Linked DNA regions of Zea mays: region 2 is linked to region 1. Evidence: chromatin contacts called from public Hi-C data. All regions are on one chromosome and are shown on one strand. Each heading gives the region's core, a stretch centred on a gene start, on an enhancer-like site or on the middle of the called end of the contact. The rest is flanking DNA. Distances are from core to core; before and after follow the strand shown. Region 1 holds the start of LOC100191839. Region 2 has its middle 9.4 kb from the start of LOC111589338.

Region 1 (5,155 bases), core at 1,111-3,610:
ATTCTCACTTGCGTGCACAGCCAGCTGCAGTCTGGATCACCAGAAATTTTACATCAGCCGGATGTGGTGGTGCTATTTATCCTCGACAAGAAATCTAGAGGCTTAGGTTAGTCGAAAAAAAACTCACTGTATCTGCATCAGTTTCTGAACTTCGTTCATGTATATCGCCTCATGAACTCTGTAAACCTTTCACTTGCAAGACACGATAATCAGTTTAGGCCCTGTTTGGGAACAAAGTTTTTGAAAACTACAGTTTTTGAAATACTATACTATACTTTAGTTATGACAATACCGTAGTTTATAATACCGCAGTTTTGAAAACTGAGGTCCAGAGCTAAGTTTAGAATGCCTTAAAACAACTATAGTATTTGCAATACTTCAGTTTTGAAAACAGAGATTTTACCCAGCTTGCCAAACACCATTATGTATATAATACTGCAGTATTTGAGAATACTGCAGTATTCTTCCAAAACTGCAGAAAAACTTTGTTCCCAAACACCCCCTTAGGGTTTTCGAGCCCTCCTTCACTCCTGGTACATCATCCATCTAGCTGTACCTGTCCAATGAGCTACTGATCTGATCATCCATCTAGCTGTACCCTTCTGCTGCTGTGTATTGTAATGTAAGGCCATCAACATGTATACCGCCGCAACAGCTGGGCAGTGGGACCCGGCGGGAAGTACAGGTACAGGGTGATGTTCTGTTTGGTAGAATGTTATAGCCTTTGCGCATCATTCGGAAATTTGAAATATGTCGGTGCTTTTTTTTTTTTGCAATATTCGTCCTCTAATTAAAATATGTGATCCTGGTTGTGACAATGTTTCCTACAGTAGACTAATCATGTCTGTTGTGACAAATGTTTCCAGTGGTAGACTAATCGTGTTAGCTGAAATTCATTTTCCAGTGGCGCAAGATGCAGAGAGCTTGAAGAGAAACAGTTCATTGTGTTTCTAATTTTTTTCTAATTTTTTCTGATTTTCTTGAAGTATTTTCTCTCTCTCAAAAAGATTGTTTTGCCCTTGGCTTTCAAATAGTGGCAGCACTCGATTGTTACGACGTACCCAATAGTATTCATATAACCAAACCAAACCCAAGGGTGTTTATCTGACCCCGAAATATATTGTTCGCTTCTGCGACTTGCTGTAGTTTTAATTTGACTGCGGCTTATATAGTATTTTGTTTCTATATATTGTACCTGCAGCAATTCGAACAGCTGTAGTAGCTGTGGCAGGGCAGTCCATGTAAGTGTCATGTAGTATTCAATTGTCACCAGCATTTGTTGTTACCTAGTAGGCCTTAGGCTTGTTTTTTTTGCTTTTCTAGGCTATGTGGATTAGGGGGTGTTTGGTTCTGTGGACTAAAGTTTAGCCCGGGTCACATCAAGCGTTTGACTTTCAAATAGGAGTATGAAATATAGACCCAACCAACTGTACTAGATTCGTCTCACTTTTTAATCTTCGGCTGAGAAATTAGTTTTATAATCCGACTACATCTAATACCCCCAACGAAGGTTCAAATATTCGATGTGATAATGGCTAAATTTTAGCAGGGGCAAACCAAACACCCCCTTAGAAGAGATTAGAAAAAATATTATAAAAATATTTTAACTTATTTAAGATTTAAACTCTTTCAATCCCACTAAACCACATGAATTAAGAGCAGAGGCCCTTACAATTTTTTTATTTATTTTTTGTTTCGTATGAAACGAGGGTATCTACTACGACCAGGTGGCTCGGGTAAAAAACGACAGACTGTTGCCTGCTGCCTGCTGGGGCCGCTGCGGGCCTGCCGCTGCACTCGGTGACAAATTGGGAAAAAAATTTGCTGCAGCCGGGCTGCAAACCAGGATGTTTGCAGTCCCTCATAGAAAAGAAGATAGGGCCCACCTGCAGGTTAATAAGACAACTAAAACGTTACCTGGTGGACCTGCAGGTGGGCTCTATCTTCCTTTTTGTGAGGGGCTGCAAACATCATCGTTTGCAGCCGGGCTGCAACAAATTTTTTCCGAATTGGGAAAAAAATTTGCTGCAGCCGGGCTGCAAACCAGGATGTTTGCAGTCCCTCATAGAAAAGAAGATAGGGCCCACCTGCAGGTTAATAAGACAACTAAAACGTTACCTGGTGGACCTGCAGGTGGGCTCTATCTTCCTTTTTGTGAGGGGCTGCAAACATCATCGTTTGCAGCCGGGCTGCAACAAATTTTTTCCGACAAATTGACTGACCGACCGCTGCTGCCGCGCAACGTTGACCGGTCAAACGGGCCCCCATCCCTTCCCGCTCGGCCGCTCCTATCCATCTCTTTCTCTGTATCTATCTGGTACCAGGCACCAGCCAGCCATTGACCCACTCACCCACCCACCCGCGCGCCGTCGGCGTCGCCATCACCGTCGCACCGCGCGCTGCTCCCAGCCTCCCTTTCCCTTCCCTGGCTGCTTGGCTGGGTTAGTTGATTGACTCCCAGTAAAACGGGCAGCACTGCACGGCACGACAGAACCCACTCGGCCACTCCCGCCTCTCTCTACTATACCCAGCTACTCGCACGCAGATCCACCCACCCACCCATCGTTCCTTCCGTTCCGTCCGTCCACTTGCCGTTGCCGACCACAACCCGCTCCCGGAGGACGGCGGGATGAGGGGGCAAGCCAACGGAGTGGAGGACCGCCGGCAGCGGGGCGACGACCACGAGGCGGACAACGACGGCGAGGAGGCGGAGGAAGAGGAGGGCGACGACGAGGGCCGCCACCGGGGCCAGGGCCCGCCGCAGCAGCGGCGGCACCAGGCCCAGAGGCCGTACTCCGGCCCGCAGCAGCAGCAGCAGCCGCGCCCGCCGCCGCCGCTCGCCAGGAACGTCGGCTACGTCGGCAAGCATCGCCTCTCCGCCGCCATCGCCCGCCTCGACCAGGAGCTCCAGTCCCTCCAGGTTACTACTGCGCTCAGCTTGCTCCCCTCCCCTCCCCGCCCTCCTCTCCCTCGCACCTTTGCTCGATCAACGGCAACCGCGGTCGACTCCTTCCTAGCTCGTCCGTAGTAGAGTCAACCTGCTGCTGCCACAGCCAGGCGCGATCCAGATCTTGCCTGCCGCGTATCAAGCTGCGCGATTCTAAGCATCGAATCCGGTGCCCCGTTCGTGCCGTGTCCCGCGCATCGTATATTGCTGCTCGATTTGTTATGCGTTTTTTTTTGTGCCTCTATGCAAGCAAGCAGAAGGAGGGGAATACCTTGCTGGCTTGCTGTCTAGTGCTGCAGTGGGAAACTGTAAATGGAGGACGACCCAGGTAGCGGTGGAGGCAAAACACTTTATTCACCTATATATATCTTTACTGTATGAAGTGCAGGAAGCCGATTGTGAAGCTACCACAAAAAAAAAAGTCAGCAAGATATGCATTAGAAAATGCTTGATATGCATGTGCGATGATACAAGATCAGCAAGCGGAAATGCTTAGAAAAAAAACTGTTCTTATCGATCCTCACTGCACCAGAGTAACTCGATTGGAAAGGAAACATTTGAAAGAAATTGCCAGTACTCGCCATTTGCACCTATCTGCTGTCACTCTGTCTACAGAAACACAGGGCCTTTTCTTCTGGATGTGGAGGGCCATCTGGAACTTGTTAGCGAGGCTTCGTCTTGTAGGGTGGTGGTTTTGATTTCCCATCATGTTCTTTGATCAGTCTGGCGTCTAGAGATATGCGGTGGTTAGATACTTTTGAATATCTGCTGTTTCTTTGCACAAGATGAGCAGAACACTAATCTAAAAAAACATTACTCTAATCAACTGATCGTTTGAGTTTAAAAGGAATATTAATGATCAATACTTGGTGCTGACTATTTGCGTTACTTGTTTAGAGATTTTTAGAGGACACGGGACATCCGAATTTATCATGTGCCAGTTTTTTTTAAAAAAAAACATCAAAAAGTCATGTATGTAGTACACAGACTTAAATATAGCTAAGGATAAGATCAAGCAGAGCTGGCACTACAACAATGCCCTAGATGTCGAGAGTCAAAATTAGCAAGCAGTGGTACTAATCATATGTTCATAGTACAAAGTTGAATAAAAACTGAAGAGATGATCAAGTCGAGGAAGTGGATCAATTTGGTGGCTTTGATTTTTTTCCCTAGAGTACATGGAGTTGTAAATTGAAGCTGGTTTTAGGGTAGCACTTCATCATAGATGAATATGAGATTAGACTTTTGAAGGTCTATTTAACTTAATGTGTACTACATACATGGTTTTTTGAGGTCTGCAACACACTTTTTTTTATAACAAGGTTTGCCCACACGTTGGGTTGACTTTATTTTGGCTAAAGAAGGTGCACTAACCCTAACCCTATAGTACATTGTACTACCTCCCTTCTCGAATATTTGGCGCCAGCTGGTTTGTTTTTGAACTTAAACGCGACGAATAAAAAAGAACGGAGGGAGTACTATTTTGTTACTAGCAAACGTGCCCATGCGTCGCAACGGAACACCATAAGTGTAGGAATATCGTCGCTAGATGTCGGTTGTTCTAACTCGTATAAACGGAAGGGTCATGAGTCTAGTTCACATACAAGATACATAGGGCATGGGCCAATATGTATTAGAACCGGACTTCGTATTCATCAGCGCTAGATGGAGTCCTAACTAATATGAGTATATGCATCATAAGTCGGCGTCAGCGTCATATATGAAGGAAACACTTCACTGTCGGGTAGTTAGGGGAAGGTGGACGAAAAAAAAATGGGCGGGGTGAAATTTTGCCTCTTTAATATTAGGTATATAGACATAGATTGGAACCCTACGTTTTGTGTCCCAAACATTAGCATGACACGTGATTTACTTCCGCATGAACTGGTTTTGCATCCTGGTAGTATTAAGTGTAGAACTAGTGCTGTGAAATCTCACCGGACTGGCCGGAGCTGGTATTTGGGTGAAAGTTATATTGAATATTTATGTGACTCGATACAGATGGGAGTACACAGAATCACAGTAGTTTGGCTTTCGTCTGTTGTTGCGCTGCCCCTTTCTGTCTTTTTACAAAACCAAAAGAAACTGGATTGGATTCGAAGGCGCGGAACTTGATCTTCGGTTCTGTACCATCTGTAGTGTATGGCCGTATCCTTCAGAATGTAGGGTGCAGTGGAAACCATAACTCTAACTAGTACCTACATCGTA
Region 2 (5,155 bases), core at 945-3,444, 190 kb after region 1:
CGCCAAAGTCAGACCAAGAAACATGAGGCAACTGGCATTCAACCGATTGAAGCCACCTCGCTGAAGCAGGGCCGTCTCTGTGGGGGTGCCGAAGGTGCGGCCGCACCGGGCCCCCAAATTTATAGGGCCCTCTAGCCACTAGACGCTAGCATTTTTCCTGTTAAATTTATCTATTCTAGACATAAATACGCAAAGAGCGATGCGCTATTAATCAGTCTCATTTAAATTGTTAAACTAATGTCTCAATTGCTTATCGAATACTCTATCCGTTTCAAAATAATATTTGTTTTATCTCTTAATTTTTATGTTTATATTCAACTAGATGATGATGAATCCACTAAAGAAACAAAATGAATTTTATTTTGATGTAGATATAGTATTATTTACTATACACATGATGGTTGCATCGGTAGAGAGAAGCTTTTTAAAATTGTAATATTTTTTGAGCTATTTATGGTCAACAATAACTTAAGAGAGGTTAAATGACTTGACGATTCTATATATCGAAAAAAGTTGTTGGATGAAATTGATCTCAATGATATAAGCGATGACTTTGTATCACAAAATTTTGTATCACAAAATGTTAGAAGATATTTTTAATGATATCAGACGAGAAGTAAGTGTTTTTGACTATATTTTATATTTGTTATCTTATAAACATCAAAACAGTTTATAATAATTTTTATACGTCAAATATTCGATATTGTATGTATAATTATATATATTTGTGTGTGATAGACCCTCTATATCGAATTTCGCACTGGGCACCTGAAAAGTCAGGAACGGCCCTGCGCTGAAGGACCGGTGAACTGCATAGTTGCAACCTTGATCCAAACAGCGGGATCGACAGAATACATTGTGAAATAATCTTCACAACGTTTCTGCCATAATTTGGGGTTCTCCCCGGCCCATCGAATCCTGAAAAAGGAAACTTGGGCAGGTTGCCCAGACATCTGGATGAATGATCTCCTGCTAGTCAGCCAGTCATGGAATCATGCCAAATGGGTGGAACATGAGAAAAGGCACCTGGAGCAGTATGCATACCATTGCGCGGGAGTGATGACTGGGCGAATGCATACCCCGAGCGTCCCTCCCGGTGATAAGAGCAATCGTGGTGCCCCAGAAGGCCGTGGACGTTCGTCGTGGTAGCAGGAGGGCGCCCCACCGTCGAACCGTACGAGCCTAGAATGCCTGGACGGTAGAAGTACTGCGTCTCACGATTCCTTGTATGCGACAGGCGCGACACGTCCGATCGCGCGCAGTGCTTCCACGGCAGAAGAGAGCACGCCCCACAGAGTGCTCGACGGAAGGCCTCCACATCTCGAACGTTGCGGTTGATGTTTCCAGCGCTGCCACACGGGTGGAGAGCGTGGAAGTGGATTCAACGGCGTCGATGCGCTCCCATGTGGTCGCCGCCAACTCGGCGACGTGCACGTCGAGCTGCGCCTGCAGCGTCCTGGACATGTCCGCGCGAACGGTCGCTGCGTCGACGTTGTCTACCTTCGTCGGTAAGGCGCTGATAGAATGGGAGTTGGCCGGCACCGTCCTCTCCAACGCTTCCCGGTGACGATCCTGGGCGTCGAGTCGATCACTAATCTGTTGCAGAAGCTTGGACCGCGCGGCCATCGTCTTTGCCTGGGCCTCCAGCGCTCCAGTGATGTTGGCCTCCGAGGTGGAGGCCATCGTCGCGCTACGAAGTCGCGGTGCCAGGAAGCCTGCCTGATACCAATTGTGAGAGTCCTCACAACTCAGTACAATTTGTCTAGAAGAATATAGTAGGTAGATTATGGGCGGACTCAAGGGGGTCCAGAACCTATCCGGCCATCCCGGCATCACTAGAGATATCAATGGAGCCCCGAAACCCGATTACCCGTGGAGAATTCCTCTATTAAGATTAAGGTATGTGTTAAAATAAATCTTATAGGTATAAATTTAGAATAAATTCCTTACCTGTTAGGTATGACGGGTTTGGGTTTGGAAGGGTTAAACCCAAACCCGATTACCTATGGGGAGAAATACTCGGAACAATCTAGCGTATAGGATTCCAGGCTTCTAGCGAGCATTTACTTGTGGGCTGTGGCCTTTGTGGGCTGCCGACGAATACCAACTATGGGCCCGTAGGAAAGAAGCAGCCCCCACCCATAAGAAAGAAGCAGCCCCGTAAGAACAAGCCAACAAAGTAAAAAAAAACTAAACTATGCGTCCCAGCGGGCCAGCCCCCAGCCGCTTGCCCTCAAATCTCAATCGCTCAAGCAGGCAAGCACCGTGTGTCCGCGTGCGTGAGCCGCCGGCCTGGACCGCCGCTCGCCCGGAGCCCCAGACGCAGAGATATTTTTGATTTCTGTTTACTGTTTGATTATATTTATGATGTATGGACAGGTGGCTACTAGAAGACAATATTTGTTTTGAGTATGTTGATGAAACTACAAAATATACATGCTAGAGTAAATATTGAATTGTGTCCAATGTCCATAATGAAATTCTGAAATTTTGAATAATTGGGTCGGGTATGGATACCTATGGGTATTTAGTACCCGGTCGGGGATGAGTATGAGAGGATTTTCATACCCGAGGTCGGGTTCGGGAATGGCGGCGGGTCTATATTCATAGATACGGGTCTGAGGAGTTAATCCTGATGGAAAATTCTCCATTAACGTCTCTAGGCATCACGTTCCTATTTCAACAGCGTGATCGTTCAGGCGGTTTAGCTTCCACCGGCGGCTGACGGTTGCTGCGAAACTCGGAATCTGCGATCTGCGCTGCGCGCCTGCGCCTGGACGTGCGGGGCGCCAACGCCGGTCAGCCGATAGCCGGTGCCCTGCCCTCGGCCCCTGCCAGCCTGCCTCCGTCCGGCGTCCGGCCGTAGTGCCTCTTGCTGTCCTGCAGAGTTGCATTGTAGTCTTGCCTCTTGCGTAGTTGCCTTTCCTGTTGGCCGTAGTGTGGCTGATTGCCTCTTGCATGTTGGCTGCGGCCTGGGCGCCTGCCGTAGTGCTGACGTGCCATACGGCTGCGCGTCTGTGTTGTGCTTCAGTCAGGTAATGTACTAATATACATATATATTTTTTGTTGAATTTTGTCTAACACAAATACGCAATATATATATATATATATATTGTTGTTGATTTTTGTCTTATTGATTGTTGGTTCACTACAATTGTTTTTGTAGTGACTAAAATATGAAGAAGCAGAGAGATATTGTCTCTCTTTTTCGCAATCATGGTGTAAAGAAACAGAAGTTTATTGCTTCTTCATTATCTCCGAATGTTACTCAAGCGTCGACACCTCAAGAACAAGAGAAAGAGAGGATAAAAAGTGAAGAAATTGTGAATCCAATACCATCTGCATCGCTACCGCTAACAATTTATGATGTCAACCGTCTTCCACATGATCCAGGTGAAAGACAACCTATTGCAAGTTACCATGCTAATGATCACGATGCAATTCGAAGAGCATATATTCTTAGAGGTCCATTTCAACCATATGCACATTCTCTGCAATTTAATTGATATTGCTTTTGCTGGTGGCGACAGCAAGTATTGAAAGGGCATTTTCTGCAATGAGTTTAGTGAAGACTAAATTGAGAAACAAGATGTGTGATAGTCTTTTGGATGATTGTCTTGTTATATACATCGAGAGGGATATTTTCTTTGAAGTGAATGAAGAAGATAAAATTGAGAATTTTATGGCGTTGAGAAAGCGCAGGCCAGATAAGTAGTATTATTGCAATCTTTATGTTTAATGTATGCAACTTTTAATGCTTAATTGTTGAATGCCAAACTTTATATCTTGTTTACCAAATTTACTATAAATTATATATATATTAGATATAAATCTACATAAATTTTTTGTTGTGGCACATTCTATATAAAAATCCTAGGTCCGCAATAGAAGGAAGATTAGCTATAGAGAATGAATAGTTCTGTTCTTCCATACCCACAGACTTCCCAGGACCAAGTATTTATACAGCTTCTCTACTTGGACCACACACTAGCAGGATAACGCCCATTGGGCTTTGGCATGCACACGCCGGCCCAACGCTGGCTGGCAGGTTTCTTGCTTCCTCTTCTATTTCTGTGTTCCCACCATCCTTAATAGTCGGTCTGGTGACACCAAGCCGGCGCGAAAGTAGCGCTACTCCTACATTGCATGAGGCCGATCGAGGACGAGTGCCTCGGCACGCCGGCGCCGACACCATCATCAGTTCATGTTCATCATCCTATAGCCTTTTCGAACAGGTCGGCGCCGGGCCTCTGGTAAGTGGGCCCGCCGTACAGCCACCGTCGCACTGCATTGCGGTAGTAGTAAGGCACAACGCTTGCTGGTGGTCGGCGTCACGGCCTCACGTACGTACGGGAGCCGTCAGCGTGACGCGCCCGCAGCGTCACCTGGTGGACGGCGACGCCATGATCCAGTCCAGTGCGTGATCACGGTGGATTTGTTCTGTGAGACCGTATCTTTGTGCGCAAGGAGCCCTGCTGCTCCCATGAGCAAAATCAATCCAGACCGCACCCTCTGTTGAATAATTAGACAAATTCCAATCTAAATTCCGAATATAAATCATGAGCAAATCAGAAGAACTGAAATAACAAGCCAAATCAAATGATGCGTACTGATTAGACTTACTGATCGATGGCACGCGCCGGAATCAGCAGGGTCGACGATGTCGAAGTAGCGAAATCAGCAGGGTCGACGAGATCAGCAGATCACGAGCAGTCGCGTGAAGACGCTTCCCAAAAACCTTATTCGCCCGCTCCCGGTGCAGGATCTAGAAGACGAAGGGTTCCGGAGACCTGCTCTCCTGATCGCAGATGCACCTCTGCGGTCGGGACGAAGGGAACTAAAAGGCGGCTCAGCTATGAAGAGAGGCGAAAGCGAACTGGGATCTGGGGATAATTTGGAGGCTGGCTGCCGGGCTCCTTTTATAGGGCCGAGTCCGCGACCCCCGTGCTTATCCACCCACGAAAATCTCGCAATCAGTTGAGATTTTGTAGCGATCGGTTAGGATAAGCGTAACAGCCAAGAAACCAAAAAATCAAACGGCAAAAGGTAGCCGCGCCCCCGCAAGGCGAGGGGCCGGATTTCGGCGGACCATTCACGCGCATGTCGTGCGCCCGCGCCCTTCGCCCCGCCCCGGCCCGGCCAGGCCAGGCCAGGC

Evidence for each region. Hi-C and Micro-C count contacts between places; a contact is called where the count stands out from the background.
Region 2: a contact with region 1 is called in a Hi-C map of leaf, with 5 times the contacts expected there. The contact joins the enhancer-like site here to the promoter of LOC100191839 in region 1. A contact is called at or near these places in 4 of 25 Hi-C or Micro-C datasets (ear, endosperm, leaf and 1 more).

Annotation. Positions count from the first base shown.
Region 1 is chr5:79,343,615-79,348,769 of Zm-B73-REFERENCE-NAM-5.0, forward strand. LOC100191839 reads left to right here and starts at 2,361. Exons shown (of 4, transcript NM_001158370.2): 1 at 2,361-2,920. The coding sequence starts at 2,630. It overlaps LOC103626596 (probable methyltransferase-like protein 15), which reads left to right. Exons shown (of 5, transcript NM_001301525.2): 5 at 1-535.
Region 2 is chr5:79,538,372-79,543,526 of Zm-B73-REFERENCE-NAM-5.0, forward strand. No RefSeq gene overlaps it. Among protein-coding and RNA genes, the nearest start is that of LOC111589338, 9.4 kb to the left of the region's middle. Within about 2 kb of position 2,195, at least 20 of the 20 cell types and tissues checked have an H3K27ac peak or open chromatin away from gene starts, as enhancers often do. A contact at or near this core is called in ear, endosperm, leaf and 1 more, where this site is marked.